2 separate regions of the Triticum aestivum genome follow, and region 1 is linked to region 2. The links are chromatin contacts, called in public Hi-C maps. All regions are on one chromosome and are shown on one strand. Each heading gives the region's core, a stretch centred on a gene start, on an enhancer-like site or on the middle of the called end of the contact. The rest is flanking DNA. Distances are from core to core; before and after follow the strand shown. Region 1 holds the start of LOC123187934. Region 2 holds the start of LOC123187930 (protein WEAK CHLOROPLAST MOVEMENT UNDER BLUE LIGHT 1).

Region 1 (6,959 bases), core at 4,166-6,665, 400 kb before region 2:
CAGTGCAGGTTTGGCAAGGGCTTGCCCCTTTTATACTATTGGGCACTTGTTAGCATATTTTGTACAGATTTGTTGTGTAAATTGAAGCTATTCCAGCTTGCCGGCAATCCTGTTCTACTCAATGAGGAAATTCATGCATCGCAGGTGCCGTATGACATGCCCTCAAGGCTTGGTCTTTGATTTAACCTGATTTCTGAGGGCTTTATTATTGTTTAAATGCATGACCTTTTTAATATGTTTTTTTTTTGGAAATGTCTACTTGGGATCGTCATTTGTTCCTACAGGATTGACTTCCACCTTTCGTACATATTTCGCTTTTGAATATCCATAGGTGGCTTCTTGTGCATTTCTGTTCCTGCCATGCTCACCGATGAAACCATATGAACTGCCAGTGCCTGATGGTTACAGTCATGTCAATTGTATTGATGCAGGATTTAAAAACCGACCAGTTTTCTACCGGCTTTGAAGGATCTCCATGTGTGGCTCCTGTGCCATTTTTATCCCTGGCCACTGCTGAAATCGCAAGTAACTGCAAGTGTGGGATGATCATTGCTAGAGGAAACCCAATCAGTGATTCAAGTCGGGTTTTCGAGGCCTTGTCTTCTCTAGATGTATTGGACTTCCCTGTCAAATGATTATATATATGCCTCAAGGACTCTTATTCTTGACACGCTGTTCTGTGCCATGTATATTTTTCCATGGGAGTTGTTCATAAGGTGCAATGGCACAATGTGCTCGATTTGCTAAGAGGCTTTGTTTTCCTTCCCTGAAGTACAACCATCATCTAAATAGTTGAGCGTGAAAAAGTCAGAAGGAAATTTGAAAATCATCAGCCAAAGTTCTCAAAAACGCTGTCTGTACAAGAGCTTAAAAATCATGTGGAATCTTGTCAAATGTTAAGTATCGGTTCATGTTCTGAATGTTCCAAGAGCTCGTCTACTGAAATTATGTGCTTTACTATTGCTCCGTCGGTTGACTAATGACTAGTTGCTCTGGAGCAAGAGTCAGAGGAGAACACGAGAGATGCGATCTTGACCGTACACAGGCCATCGATCGACGGCCCGAAACCGCCCAGCGACACTCCGCGTTCCCCTTGGATCGAGCAAGACAATAATCCTCTCGCCGTCGTCGACTCCCAAATTACCACCTCGCCCCCAATCGTCTTCGGTTCAGATCGGCGTCCCAGATCGTCGGAGCATCGGATTCGCGGCGAGCCGACGGCGAAGACCATGGAGACGCCGCCGCCGTTCCAGGAGTCGGCCCACTGCGACGTCTGCCGCTGCACCTTCTCCACTTTCCGCCGCCGCGTACGCGTCCTCCCCCTCCCTCCCCCTTCCCGTCCTTGCAGAGATTCTCTTCGTTTGGCCGCGTCCCTGATCTCTGACTGATTTGACGCTCTCGCAGCACCACTGCCGCAGCTGCGGGAGGACGCTCTGCCACGAGCACTCTTCGTACCACATGGTAGGGAACCTCAAAACTGAGCAAGTTTGTGAGTGTAGGGAGTCAAGGGTTCCCAAGCTTGCTTGATTAAACTCTTTGCTTCGATTGGTTCCAGGCCCTGCCGCAGTACGGGATATACACGGACGCCAGGGTCTGCTACGAGTGCTTCAACAAATCATCATCCAGGTAGCTTGGCTCACTAGTTTGCTACAATCTGATGAATCTGACCGCGCAAACACTGACTATGTTTGGTCTGGATATAAACTGAATTTTTGTCTATCTTCCCGTGCGATGTTGCAGACGCGGGGGTGTTGATAACGCGAGTTCTGCCGGGAGCGTTTCGGGTGCTGCAGACTCCTTTTCAGGGCTGAATTTGGATAAAGATGATGATTCGTTGCCCACGAGAAGTTCAGCGGTTCAGACTCCAGTTGCCGTTATCGAGTGCAAATGCGGGATGCCTTTGTGCATATGCGAGGCACCAAAACCTGAACCTGCGCCTGTAAAGGTTGACGACAATCCGATCCATTTAATCGGTTGTTGTAGGTGTATATTAACATAATTATTCTTATGTACCAGAATATCAGTGCCGCTTCGTCAACTGCACAATCAAACCCAAAGCCTAAAAAACCTTCTAGCAACCAGCAGTCATCTGAATCAAGCTTGAAGAAGGCTTCAGCTACTTCCAGCAGCAACTCAAGGTTCGGTAGACTTGTCATGTTCTGGCATTGTTAAGAGGAATTCTAACTTATTGTCATATATGTCTCTCGTAATCTTCGTAGTATGCTTTTGCACTATGTGATCAACTTTGTTTGGCAAGATCTATTGCATATTTTGGTCATTATCTTAAATGCCAGGACCTATACATTCTTTGTAATAGGAAGATTACATATGTGCATTAGGCACAAACATTTTGCCTGTAGCTGACCTTCTCATCTCTGTGTCCTGATTGTTGTTATTCCAGCTCATTCTTAAATCTTGGCCTGATGAGCAACGACAGCAATGATAAGACTCCGTCTGACTATGAAGTTACTGGAGAGGTAAGCTTAGGAACAGCTCAATAGTGCTCATTTTCTGTTTCTTTATTCAACCCATCAGGTACTTGCGATATCTCTGGCCTGGCATTCTAGGAGTTTTCTGTTAAAAATCCAATCTTCATTCCTTTTTAGGGACTGAGAGAAGCGATTAAGGGTGGGGATATTAAAGCTGTGAAGAAACTTCTTAGCCAGGTATTGTTTCTAGCTTTTCTCTCGTTTTATTTTTATCTACTTGTTTTTTACAATTACATTGCGCAGGGAGTCGATTCTAACTACTGCGACAAGCAAGGATTCACTTTGCTACATTTGGTATGTGGTTGTTTTACCAACTCCCTCGTGGTCAACTTATATTTGCACATCATTGTACCATTTTGTGTAGCCGTTTGCTTATAAATGTTCGGTCCTACAAGGGAAACACCATTTGCGATGTAAAGGCCAGAGCACACCCATGCATCTGAATGATATAAAACACGTGTGCACTAATACTGAAATGAGATGTATCTGCTGATAAATTAAGTATCCAAAGATTCACTTGACCAGATTACATTGCCTTCTCTGGAACTGTTGCTTCTGTATGTGCCAAATACAGATGATATCCCCCCCACAATTAAGAACCCCTTTGCACGCCAACATGATTACTTATCCTGTTCATTTTTTTAATAATTTAGTGGTGCACATGCTTTATTGTGCTACAGAAGATTGTTGCGTTTGGCACATACATATAGAAACGAGCAAATCACCATCTACTGAACATCTATCTGCCTATGGACAATCGCAGGCTGCGCTATTTAACCAGACTGAGATTGCTCTTATTCTCATGGATAGTGGAGCCAATATTCAACGCAAAAATGGGCAAGGTTGGTTGCTTTTACTATCTGAGGCAGTTTTATCATGGATAGCATATATTGCTCAAATACTGTACATTGTCGAGTTCCTAAAGTTGATTTATAATCTTCTTAAGCACAAAAGTTTCTTTCATCAACATGTTCCTATCCGATCTACCAATCCACTGAATTAATATTGATACCGTCGAATGTTCTTTACACACATATTCGTGCAGTTCAAACCAAAATACGAGCTAGCATGGACAAAAGGAAGAGTTTAATTGGATTGCAAGGCTCTTTGGTGGCTTTGATGTTTTTTATGCTTTTGTATTCTGTCAACTACTATAAGTTGTGACGGAATAAAAGCCTATCTCCGCGGGCTTTTCCAGACAGCCTTGCAAAGTTAGCTGGAAAGAACCTAGCTAACAGCATATATGCAACATTTTAGCTTTTAGCTTGTAGATAGAAGTAGATAAGCTAAAATACTATATACATCCACACTTGATATACAATAGAATGATTGCTCTAAAATACTATATACATCCACACTTGATATACAATAGAATGATTGCTCTAAAATACTATATACATCCACACTTGATATACAATAGAATGATTGCTCTAAAATACTATATACATCCACACTTGATATACAATAGAATGATTGCTCTAGATTACTTCGTTCTGAATGCTACTTTTAATCATCAATAGTGCTGTGCCCAAATGACGGTGACAGAATCGATAACTTTGATGAACTTTTTGAGCAGGGGAAACTCCTTTGGATTGTGCCCCGCCCATGCTGCAGTACAAAATGCGGCAGAGGGTGGAAGAGCTTGCTGCGTCACAAAGACCTGTATGAGGGAGATGGTCTCTGTTTGGGCCTTTCTGCTGGCCTCCCATCTTTCGACGTGCCGAAGACGGTTATCTGCTCCTGAGTGATTGCAAATAAACCGCTTGAGGGGGTTCGGTGATTCATTTAGGTATCACAGCATCGTCGTGTATTAATGCTGGAATCTCACAGGGAGTGGTCTTTTGCTCCTGAATAAGTTATGCTGCCCAATCTTCATAATTTCTTCTTGTATTTATGTTTCGACATCATGACTTCTTCCCCAGATCCATTGTATACTACTGTACTACTAATACTACTCCCTGGCGCCCATGTTGAAAAAGTAAATGACGTTTCTGGCATTATTGATATGTTGCCAAACACAACAAAGTTTTAGCCAATATTTCCTCTCGCGAGATGGTACTTTGTTTGTGAACGCGAGGAAGCATATAATATTACGAGGGGATTTGTATATTGCTATGAAAAGCTAATGATATTTGGTACTAGTACATTGTTTCACATTCACATGGGTGATTGAAATGGTTTTTCCTTAGAGGTGGTTGAGTCTTGGTATTTGTTTTGCATTATACTAGGTGCATCGATTAAAAGAGTGTATTATTATTTCACGCGCTGTCCATGTCACGTCGCACCCCCTGGTCGAGCTACCCACAAGGCCACCACGCGGATGAAGTCAGAGCTCGTCACAGCCTCGTCAGCGCCGCCGCGGCGACCCAGATCTTTTCAGCGCGCCGGCGAAAATATCTCGGGCCCGTATTCTTATCCATCTTCCTCGCCGATCTTCTCTCTGACCGGACGCAGCTCCGTTCTGTTGAGGATAGCGACCACCGAACTCATCGGCGACCGCGACAGCCGAAACCCATGATGAATCATGGATAGAACTGGATAGCGGTCGATCGATCTTCCAGTAAAAATAGTCACCGAAACAAACCAGCGCAGGAGCGTTGCTTTTTCCAAAAGGCACTAGCTTGCTTAAACATCTTGTCTGCTGTCCCCCTGGAGCTAAAGTCGAGGTTGTGGCAAAACAAAACCTAATTATTACTAGCCGAGAAAGGATAGAAAAGTTGGCATAGAATACACAGCACAAGTTGCTGCCGGGACAAAAGGCGCGACGTCACGGCAGCCACCAGCCCATCCCAAACCCAAACCTCATTACCATCGACCAGAAAATATCATCGTTTGCTTGTTTGTGCCGGGAAAATATCCATAGTCTTTCTTTCTTCTTTGTACCAAACGCGAGATCGTGGTTTCTGAAAATATCTCGGCCGCGGTACCGTCGAACCATCCGGATCGGAATAAACAAGGCACGAGGTAGGCGGTGCAGCGCGGCCACCTGCCGCACGCGCTCGCGCGTGACACTGTGGCGGATATTTACCGCCCCTCCCCAAGGCCACGTGGAAAAGCGGCGCCACCAAGGAAATAAAAGAGAAACCTCCGTCGGCCGGCCGAGGCATTCGAGATCTTTTCTGTTTTCTCATCTCTCTCTCTCTCGCTCTGGCTGGTCGTGCGGTGCTGGGAAGGAGACGACGATGGAGGAGGAGGAGGGGCGGGCCGGCCTGCGGGAGCTCGCGCGCTTCCCGGTAAGCGTTCTCTTCTTCTTCGTCTTCCCCGTCTAATTACCCGCAGATTTGTGCAGCTCTGGATTGATTCTGAAGTTGTTTCTTTGCTATGGCAGGACGTGATGGTGGTGTGCTCTTCGGCCGGATGGACGGACCAGAAGCACATGCTCTACCTAGGCTTGTTGCAGGAGTCGTTCGTGAACCGGTTACACGACGGTGAAATCAGCTTCAGGGGCCTCTTCGATCTCTCCCCAGGACCAGGAGCTTCAGGGCCCAAGCAACCGTCCAAGGTTGACAGAGCAAAGGTTGAGCCGGCCAGAACGCCTTGCTGTGGAAATCAGGGAGATGGGGAAGTCCATTCCATGGATGATGATGATGATGATGATGCATCGTCCACTGAGACCGTGCAAGAGTCCTGCTCCCAAGCAAGCGCGACGAGCTCTGGACCATCTTCCCCGTGCCATTCTGCCAAGCGCGGGCGCTCCCCTTCTAGCACTGCAGGTACGTTGTTCCTCAAAGATGCTCCCTCCGTTTTTAAATATAAGACGTTTTAGATATTTAAACACCGACTACGTATAGATGTATATAGACCCATTTTGCTTCGTGTATAGGCATATAGCCTGTATTGAAATCTCTAAAAAAAAGCTTATGTTTAGGAACACTTATGTTTTAGGGTGCTAGTTCAACTTATGTTTGTCTTGAATACATTGATTTCGTAGCACCGTCTAGTTTACTCAGCTATGTGTTTTACCAAGAATAAATGACCAAAAGTTCAAAGAAGAAAGGATAAACGATCAATCACCCTGCCAGTCCCTCCATTCCGAATTACTTGTCGCAGGTATAAATGTATCTAGATGTATTTTAGTTCTAGATATATCCATTTCTACGACGAGTAATTTGGAACGGAGGGAGTAGCAACGAACTCGGGGATGACACCACTAGTCCTCATTGACGCACATTTTTGTGGAGTACGTATAAGATTATGAATAGACATCTTCAAATTAGTCTGTTTTCATAGAGTTGGGTAGCACGGCAAGGTTCTTACAAGGGAACTACTTGTGCATTTCTTCAGAGGGGTCGGATCAGAACTTCATCGACGAGGATACGATCACGAGAGAAACTGGCGAATCAAGAGGACGACGGCGCAGCATCAAGCGACTCAAAGTCTGCTGACATGATCAAGTAAATGAGATATCTGTTCTTCACCTTTCAATCACGTTATTATATTGATGTTCGAGAAATCAATGTTCATATTTTT
Region 2 (7,083 bases), core at 3,749-6,248:
TTTAAATTTCTGCTACGAAACCCAACAGTTTTCACAAGAATTCATAATTTCTGTGAAACAGGCTTTGTATATATTGAATCACTGGCAGAACATTTTATTCATTAGACTAAGGTATGGAACCACTATTGAGAACAATGTTTCATTGGCACAATCATCTAGAAACCATACAAAGTTCATAGATGAACCTTTGATTCATCACCCTATATTATTGCTTCTAGAGTGACAATATACTCAGCCCTCTGTTATAGAATTCACCACAATAACTTTTTTGGATCAATTTCAACTTACCGTGCCACCATAAATATTTTAACTGAAACCAAAAATCACTTGGAGCACCGATGAAGATCTTTTGTCGGTGTACTACTTACAATGAATATGTATTGTTGTAAATCCTTACAACAATCTCTTCATCTTCTCCATATGCGAGAAACATGTCATCGGTACTTAAGTATATTTCATTGTTGTCCTATGATAATTTTTTGACCATTCTGATAACTTTACTCACAACTTATTTGGAGTACCGGACAGATCTGGTTGTTGACATACCATGAAACATATTTAACACAAGTGCGATCAAAATCATGTATTTAGCTCATTAGTGTTTCATGATACTGATTCTTGGTTAAAACTCCTTCCATGTGACTTTGACAAGAAACTCTTCTTGTGTATTTGATACTAAACCACTTTAGGTTTTGTCAATGTGTATTTTGGCTAAGCCCAATTAGACACTACTATCCCATTGATCATTATGCTTAATACCAGGACTATATATTGCGTAAGTACTTTACTAAAAAATAGTTTCAATATATACTTAATTCGTGTCAAAAAATATATAATTTCCAATCAACAATGTGTTAAGCACATATAGTGTTTAGAAAATATTATCATGCTCCCATTTTCTTTCTTGTAAATACAAGCATCTTCGCTTTCCTCGATGATCATTTCATCAACACGAAGATTCTAACTCATATAGGATCTCTCAAAGTTTGCACACTTACTAGCATCCTATTGATCGACAAAATTATCTTGGACCGTATCAAACATAGAACCTTGGTTCTGTTTTTATCTCACAGGAATCATTTTGACATCCATCTATTATCTCATAATTGAAATATTTAGTAATTGCTAGTTTAACCTGCACTTGACTGTAAGTATTGTTATGATGAGACAATCTTATCATAGTCAATTCCTTGTTCTTCTCATAAACTATTTTTAACAATTCAAACACTATAAAACATTGATATATTTGTCTGTTTATAGATCTATACTATTCTTTAGACTCAAAGTCTTCCGAAGGGTTCATCAAGTTCTATACTTGAATTATGTGTATGAATACTATCTTGGATTATTTTGACACATAGCCAATTTTTGGAGTCAGGGCCCATCAACGTTTCTCTGTGAATATAAGTTCATTATTTGTTTAACAATATTTTGTCTGCACACCCTGAAGGTCTGTACGAATTTTTTTCCGACCTATACAGTTCAACTGCATATTCGACCGAAGTCGGGTTCTATATCAGTCGCGGTAAGAAATTTAAGAACCACATGTAGCATTTCTTTGACCTAATCACAAAGATTCTGCAATCTCGTCGATTTGCATTGTCCTCCCACTTACTCTTTTGCAGAAAATATTGTCTTCAAAATTTCGGCACTTTGTGGCAAAAGACTTTGCTCCGACGTCGTGATAGAGGAATACCCAACCGTTTGGGATAACTTACAAAGTAGCACTTATCTTATAGATTTGATGGTGCTCCTTTTCAGTGTAAAGCCATAGTCTCTTCATCAACGACGGTTGTTGTTCTGATGCGCTGGTCTTATGAGGCCTTAGCACGACGACTTCCCGATTGTCTACTACAATAATGTTTGTCCGGCTCCGATGAGGAAGGAGCCATGACGGTGGCATTCCTTCAGCTTGCTCCAGTGCTTGTAGTCGTTGCTAGATGGTGTACGGACCTGCATGTAATTCTTACTTCTGGTGTTCTTTGTACTATCTTGACATTTGATGAATAGATCGAAAGTTTTCTCGCAAAAAAAAGCATCACATTTAAAAGTATATTGGCAAATCGATTAATTTCATCTTTGATCTCATCATGTCATACATAGTTTGATCACATCTACTCAAAACATTATACCCATTAGATATTCATTGAACTTGTAACTCAAACATTTCTGTCTGCAATCCAAGGACGATGAGAACGACGACGACGGCGACTGAAGACGGCGACAACCCTTAATCTAGTTTTTGTATGCCTTTTTAATTTCAAGTGTAGTTTGATCACTAAAGTAATAGTAGTGATTTAAACGATCTTATATTTCATTATAAAAGGAGTACTTTTATTTAGAACCAACTACTAACGAACAAAGAGATGCACAACACAGTCGGGGCAAATTTGTTCACGACAGCATGATCCCCTCAAACTGTCACGGCCTTACCCGAACCACGACACTTCCGACAAAGAAATTTCGATTAGATGGCAGCTCCGGTCTGGTCACCAGAATCAACTACTAGCACTAGCAAATGCCATCCTTAATGGGCCGACTGGATGGACCGCCAGCATTTAGGAGCATTTAACCAGAATCCGGAGAGAGGAATGCTACCCCACGGGGGATTTCCTATTTGGCTCATATGCGCCCGCTTGCCAACCGGCGCCTGCAGCGCTCGCGCGATGGGCCGGCCCAATAGCTTTATTTCTTCTCTGTTTTAAATCAGCAAAAAGACCTGTGTTAGCAGTGATTCGAACCAGGGACCTCACGCAAGTAGTACCGCGGGTGCAACCAGCACGCCAACAGACTTTATTTGTTTATATAATGAACTTTTACTTTCTTTTACATTTTCCTTTTTACCTTTTTCTGTTTTCCTTTTTTCCTTTTTCGTTTTCTGTTTTCCTTTTTCTTCTTTCGAGTTCGATGAACTTTTTCAGATTTGTGAATTTTTTTTTCAAATTCGATGAACTTTTATTCAAATCCGATGAACTTTTTATTGAATTTGATGAACTGTTTTCAAAATCAATGAACTTTTTTCAAAATTTGATGAACTTTTTTTCAAATTTGATGAACTGTTTTTCAAATCTGATGACTCTTTTCAAAATCGATGAACTTTTTCTAAATTCGATGAACTTTTCTCAAATCCGATGAACTTTTTTTTTCAAATTTGTGAACCTTTTTTCAAATGCGATGAACTTTATTTTTCATAAACGGGATGAACTCTTTTCAAAATTCATGAACTTTTTTCAAAATTGATGAACTTATTTTCAAATTCAATGAACTCTTGTTCAAGCTATAAAGTAAAACGTACAATATTTAAGAAATTCGAAAATACAAGTTATAGAGTAAACTGTATTTTTTTGTGCAATAAATGGCGCGGCTCTTATGGTTCTTACAGAGTTCGCGTGTCATTTGAATCACTAGTCATCCGAAGCTGTATTGGTTAGCCGAAAAATCCCGCTGCCTTGCTGCGTGAGTTCGAGTCGTGGTTCTACCACATTTTCTTTTTCTTTTTTCACGCGACCGTTTACTGCTCGCTCCGTCTGTGGGCCGGCCCACTTGGCGCTGCCAGCAGGCGCCGGTTCGCTTCCCCGGCGCCGAACGCGCCGAATAGGAGCTCCCACCCCACGGGACGTGCCGACCTCTACATGGCACACCGTCAGCTAACGAACAAAGGTTGCTGCAGCGCACAGTCCCCATTCCCCTGCAGCTTCTTTCCGACTGTCCGCGCTACAGGACCGTCGACCCTTTTTCTGAATCCGCTTCCAGACTCTGAAAAAGGACCCGCTTTTTACACACCGGGGCCACGGCACGGGGGACCAGGAGGCGGCCGTGTGCGGTGCGGTGGTGTAGCTGGGGCACCGCACGGCCTCCTCGTGTTCCCCCGCCTCTCGCTTCAAGCCGGAGGCTGGAGCACGCGGACCGCGCCGGAGCCATCCATCCATCCAATCCGCGCCGTCGCCGCCTCCCCCCTCCGGCCGTGTCAGCTCCGCGTCCACATGCGTGTCGCCGGCCCGCCGTCGCCACTTGCCGCCGGATCATTACGGCTTGTTTGCTACTCCGGTCACAGGCTCCACGACCGCGACGGTGACGGGCTGTTCCGCGTGCCGACGAGAACGTGTTCGCTGGAGCCTAATCTAGCCAGGTAAGCACATAAACTAGCGTCGGAGGCTTTCGCAGCGCAAAAATGTGGGCCATCCTGAATAATTTCTGCCTCCGCTGCAGAGTTGCAGGTGTCACCTCCAAAGTCCAACGGCTCCACGCCCAGCCTCCACCACGTCACGCTCATCCGGCTACGTCCCAATCTTAGCGGGAACGGGCGGAGGATGCATCGCGTCAGGTCGCCGTTGTCGCTCGCCGAAAGCCTCGCTGCCGGAATCTCTTCCCTTTCCCCCTTCCACGCCAAATACCCCCAGTTTAGGATATAAATTACGGAGTATAATTATTGCAAAGTAGTACTTCTAGCAGTAGTAGTACTGTATACCTGTGAGTTGTGCTATTTAGAAATGTTTTAGGTTTCATTCAAAGCCACGAGTTCGATCGATGGTAACTAAACTAGAGTAGAGTAGTACCCAAGCACTTAATTAGCATACCATGTGGAGCAGTAACAGTCTCCATCAGCCTTTCCATTTGACACCTTGTGTTTCTTGAAAATTCTAGATCAATACCCAGTTAAGTGTCGTCGACATCATATGATCTGTATTCACATATGTGTCAAATTGTATACAACACGCGTCAGCGTACCCACTCATCCTACTACTAATTCCTAAACATTATGCTTGATAAGACAAGTTGTAGAACATCTTTCGAAGTTGCTCCGCAGACAACGAGTCCACGGTTATCCACCAATTGGCCGCCCCCAAAATCTGTACTAGATCCAAGAACCAGTTTCATAAAGCAATCCTTCGAAAAGTCGTCTAGTCTAACAAATGGACACCATAGTTTCAAGTTTCAACATACAAGAGGCGATTTCTGCAAGAAATCTCATCCACTCTTTTGCAGCAAGGCCTAGGTCAGGCACTTTTCTTATAATTCAACAAAACCAGAGGGGCTTTCTGCAAAACAAGGGAGTCCCGTCCATCCGCTCCTCGCAGTAATCAATCCCAGGTGTGAAGTGTCCGACCGACCAGTGGACTCACGGGCCCGGACAAAACCCAAGCACACGTACACCACACCTCTCCTTCTCCCCTCCCCTCACAGGAGAAGAAGAAAAGAAGGAAGCCAAAAATCGCGAGCACGCACGAAGAGCGGAGATCCGAATCGCCGCCAAAGGAGGGCCCGATCGCTTCGTCCGCAAGACCTCCGCCCGCGCGATCGAGTAAGCTTCCTCCCCTCCCGCCTCAATCTGCCATTAATCCCGCCGCGGCTCCGTGCTTTCCTTCCTGTTTGAGCACGGCCGCGGCGGCGTGCGAGTTCTTGACTCTTCGTCCGATGCGAGATTGTTCCCCTGGCTTGGACGATTTTGCGGTGCTTTTATGTTTATTTTTCGAGGTTTTTCATGTCGGTTTCGTTCTCTTGGGTGTACAGTCAGTTGCAGGAAGAATCTAATTTTGGTCTGGAACCGAGGTTGCAACCAACCAAAGATGGAAATTCCCCTTGTAGTTCATACCATGGATTAGTAGGACTACTCGGTCTCGTTGTGCGATGAAATCATGGGCGGTCCGGGAAGAATTTTCATTCTTTGGGGTGTTTACGTCACTGCGTGAAAGAAGAGCGCTAGAACCCCACTGCCATAAAAAAAAACTCTCTGTTTTACAGAGGAAGTATTTAAAGCCAGTTTAGTAGTAGTAGAACTTGAATATTTCACCTTGCTAGGTACAGTTAGTTCTGTAATCTCAAGCGTGTTCAATCTTACCATGTAATAATATTATACTAGTTAGGATTAGATTACTAATTAATGATGAGGACATGCCGAAATATGAGCCTGTACGGAGATGAGAAATTTCTTGTGCAAGTCAAACATTCAGGTTTGATTGATGCACATAGGACTGACCATGATTTGAAGGAAGAGTGCTGCTACACAGACGACGCTGCATAGCCGATTTTGGGACGACACTGTCAATCAAACCATCCATGCAGAGGATAAACTGTAGCACAACCATTGGATGTAGTGTCGTCTCCAAATCGGCCAGCGTGTGTCGTTTGCTAAGTAGTTTCGTTGAAGGAATTATAACTGGACATGATTGAAATGATTTCGCTCATAATTGCTGCAAATAATAATGGTGCTGGGACAAGGATTTCTGCTATATCTGGTCCATTATGACATATTTTTAGGAGCTATAAAAATGGCATGCTTTATTTGGTTGCTTACTTTCGCTTTTTATTTAGAAAAGATGGTTTTAGGTCATGCATACATACGGTTGGGTGCAAAAAGTAGCTGAATTATTGCAGACAGAAAGCAGGTTCGGCGTCAGTCGGTGGCAATGATTAGTGAATGTAGGGCAGGATCAGTAAAGTTCTTTTGGTCAGTTGCTGCACATAGTTATCTATTGTTATTGCAGTTTTGTTATCTCTGCTCCCCTTGGAACATGGATAGAGACTTGGCATTGCAAAATAACTTTGGGCTACTGTTTGACAGCTTCACAATTGTTTTATTCCATACTACTCGAAAAAAATATACTGATAATGCTACTTCCCACATGTAGTGCAGTGTACTCTTACTTGCTTGAATTTTGTGCTATAATTCGGTCTCATAACGTCACTTTCATTACACAATTTTTAGGAGCGAACATTGCGGAGGTCTAAGGAATGGAGTCGACTCATGCATCTGAAGAAAATAACTCAAAAGAGTCATCTCCGGTAGAAATCCCAGAAACTTGTGTGGACTCACCAACTCTGGAAGTCAGTAGCAATGGTGTTCACGAAAATATCAATGCAAACATGGAAAAGTCAGCTCAAGCAGCCACATCGGGTATCTCTAATGGCCTTCCAGTTGCTGCCGATGATTCGGAGTTATCTTCACACTCAGAGGTATTGGCAGAGTCTCATCCTGATGTAGCAGAGCATGACGTGGAATCAAATTCCCCCACAGGGGCAGGTCCTGAAATGCTCTCAAATTCAGTACCAACTGAGAAATCCAAACACTCGGTGAAGGGTCAG

What was found. A called contact is a pair of places that touch in the nucleus more often than the background predicts.
Region 1: a contact with region 2 is called in a Hi-C map of leaf, with 8 times the contacts expected there. The contact joins the promoter of LOC123187934 here to the promoter of LOC123187930 in region 2. A contact is called at or near these places in 2 of 5 Hi-C or Micro-C datasets (both in leaf) and 1 of 1 datasets of contacts at active chromatin or transcription factors (leaf).

Annotation. Positions count from the first base shown.
Region 1 is chr2A:123,711,552-123,718,510 of IWGSC CS RefSeq v2.1, reverse strand. LOC123187934 reads left to right here and starts at 5,415. Exons shown (of 3, transcript XM_044599937.1): 1 at 5,415-5,722; 2 at 5,818-6,202. The coding sequence starts at 5,672. It overlaps LOC123187933 (vacuolar protein sorting-associated protein 27), which reads left to right and starts at 1,064. Exons shown (of 10, transcript XM_044599935.1): 1 at 1,064-1,307; 2 at 1,405-1,461; 3 at 1,556-1,626; 4 at 1,741-1,945; 5 at 2,017-2,138; 6 at 2,402-2,477; 7 at 2,607-2,666; 8 at 2,733-2,783; 9 at 3,253-3,331; 10 at 4,066-4,643. The coding sequence starts at 1,230. The coding sequence ends at 4,157. LOC123187932 (folate synthesis bifunctional protein, mitochondrial) reads left to right here. Exons shown (of 17, transcript XM_044599934.1): 17 at 1-668.
Region 2 is chr2A:123,308,617-123,315,699 of IWGSC CS RefSeq v2.1, reverse strand. It overlaps LOC123187930 (protein WEAK CHLOROPLAST MOVEMENT UNDER BLUE LIGHT 1), which reads left to right and starts at 4,998. Exons shown (of 3, transcript XM_044599927.1): 1 at 4,998-5,302; 2 at 6,707-7,083. The coding sequence starts at 6,733.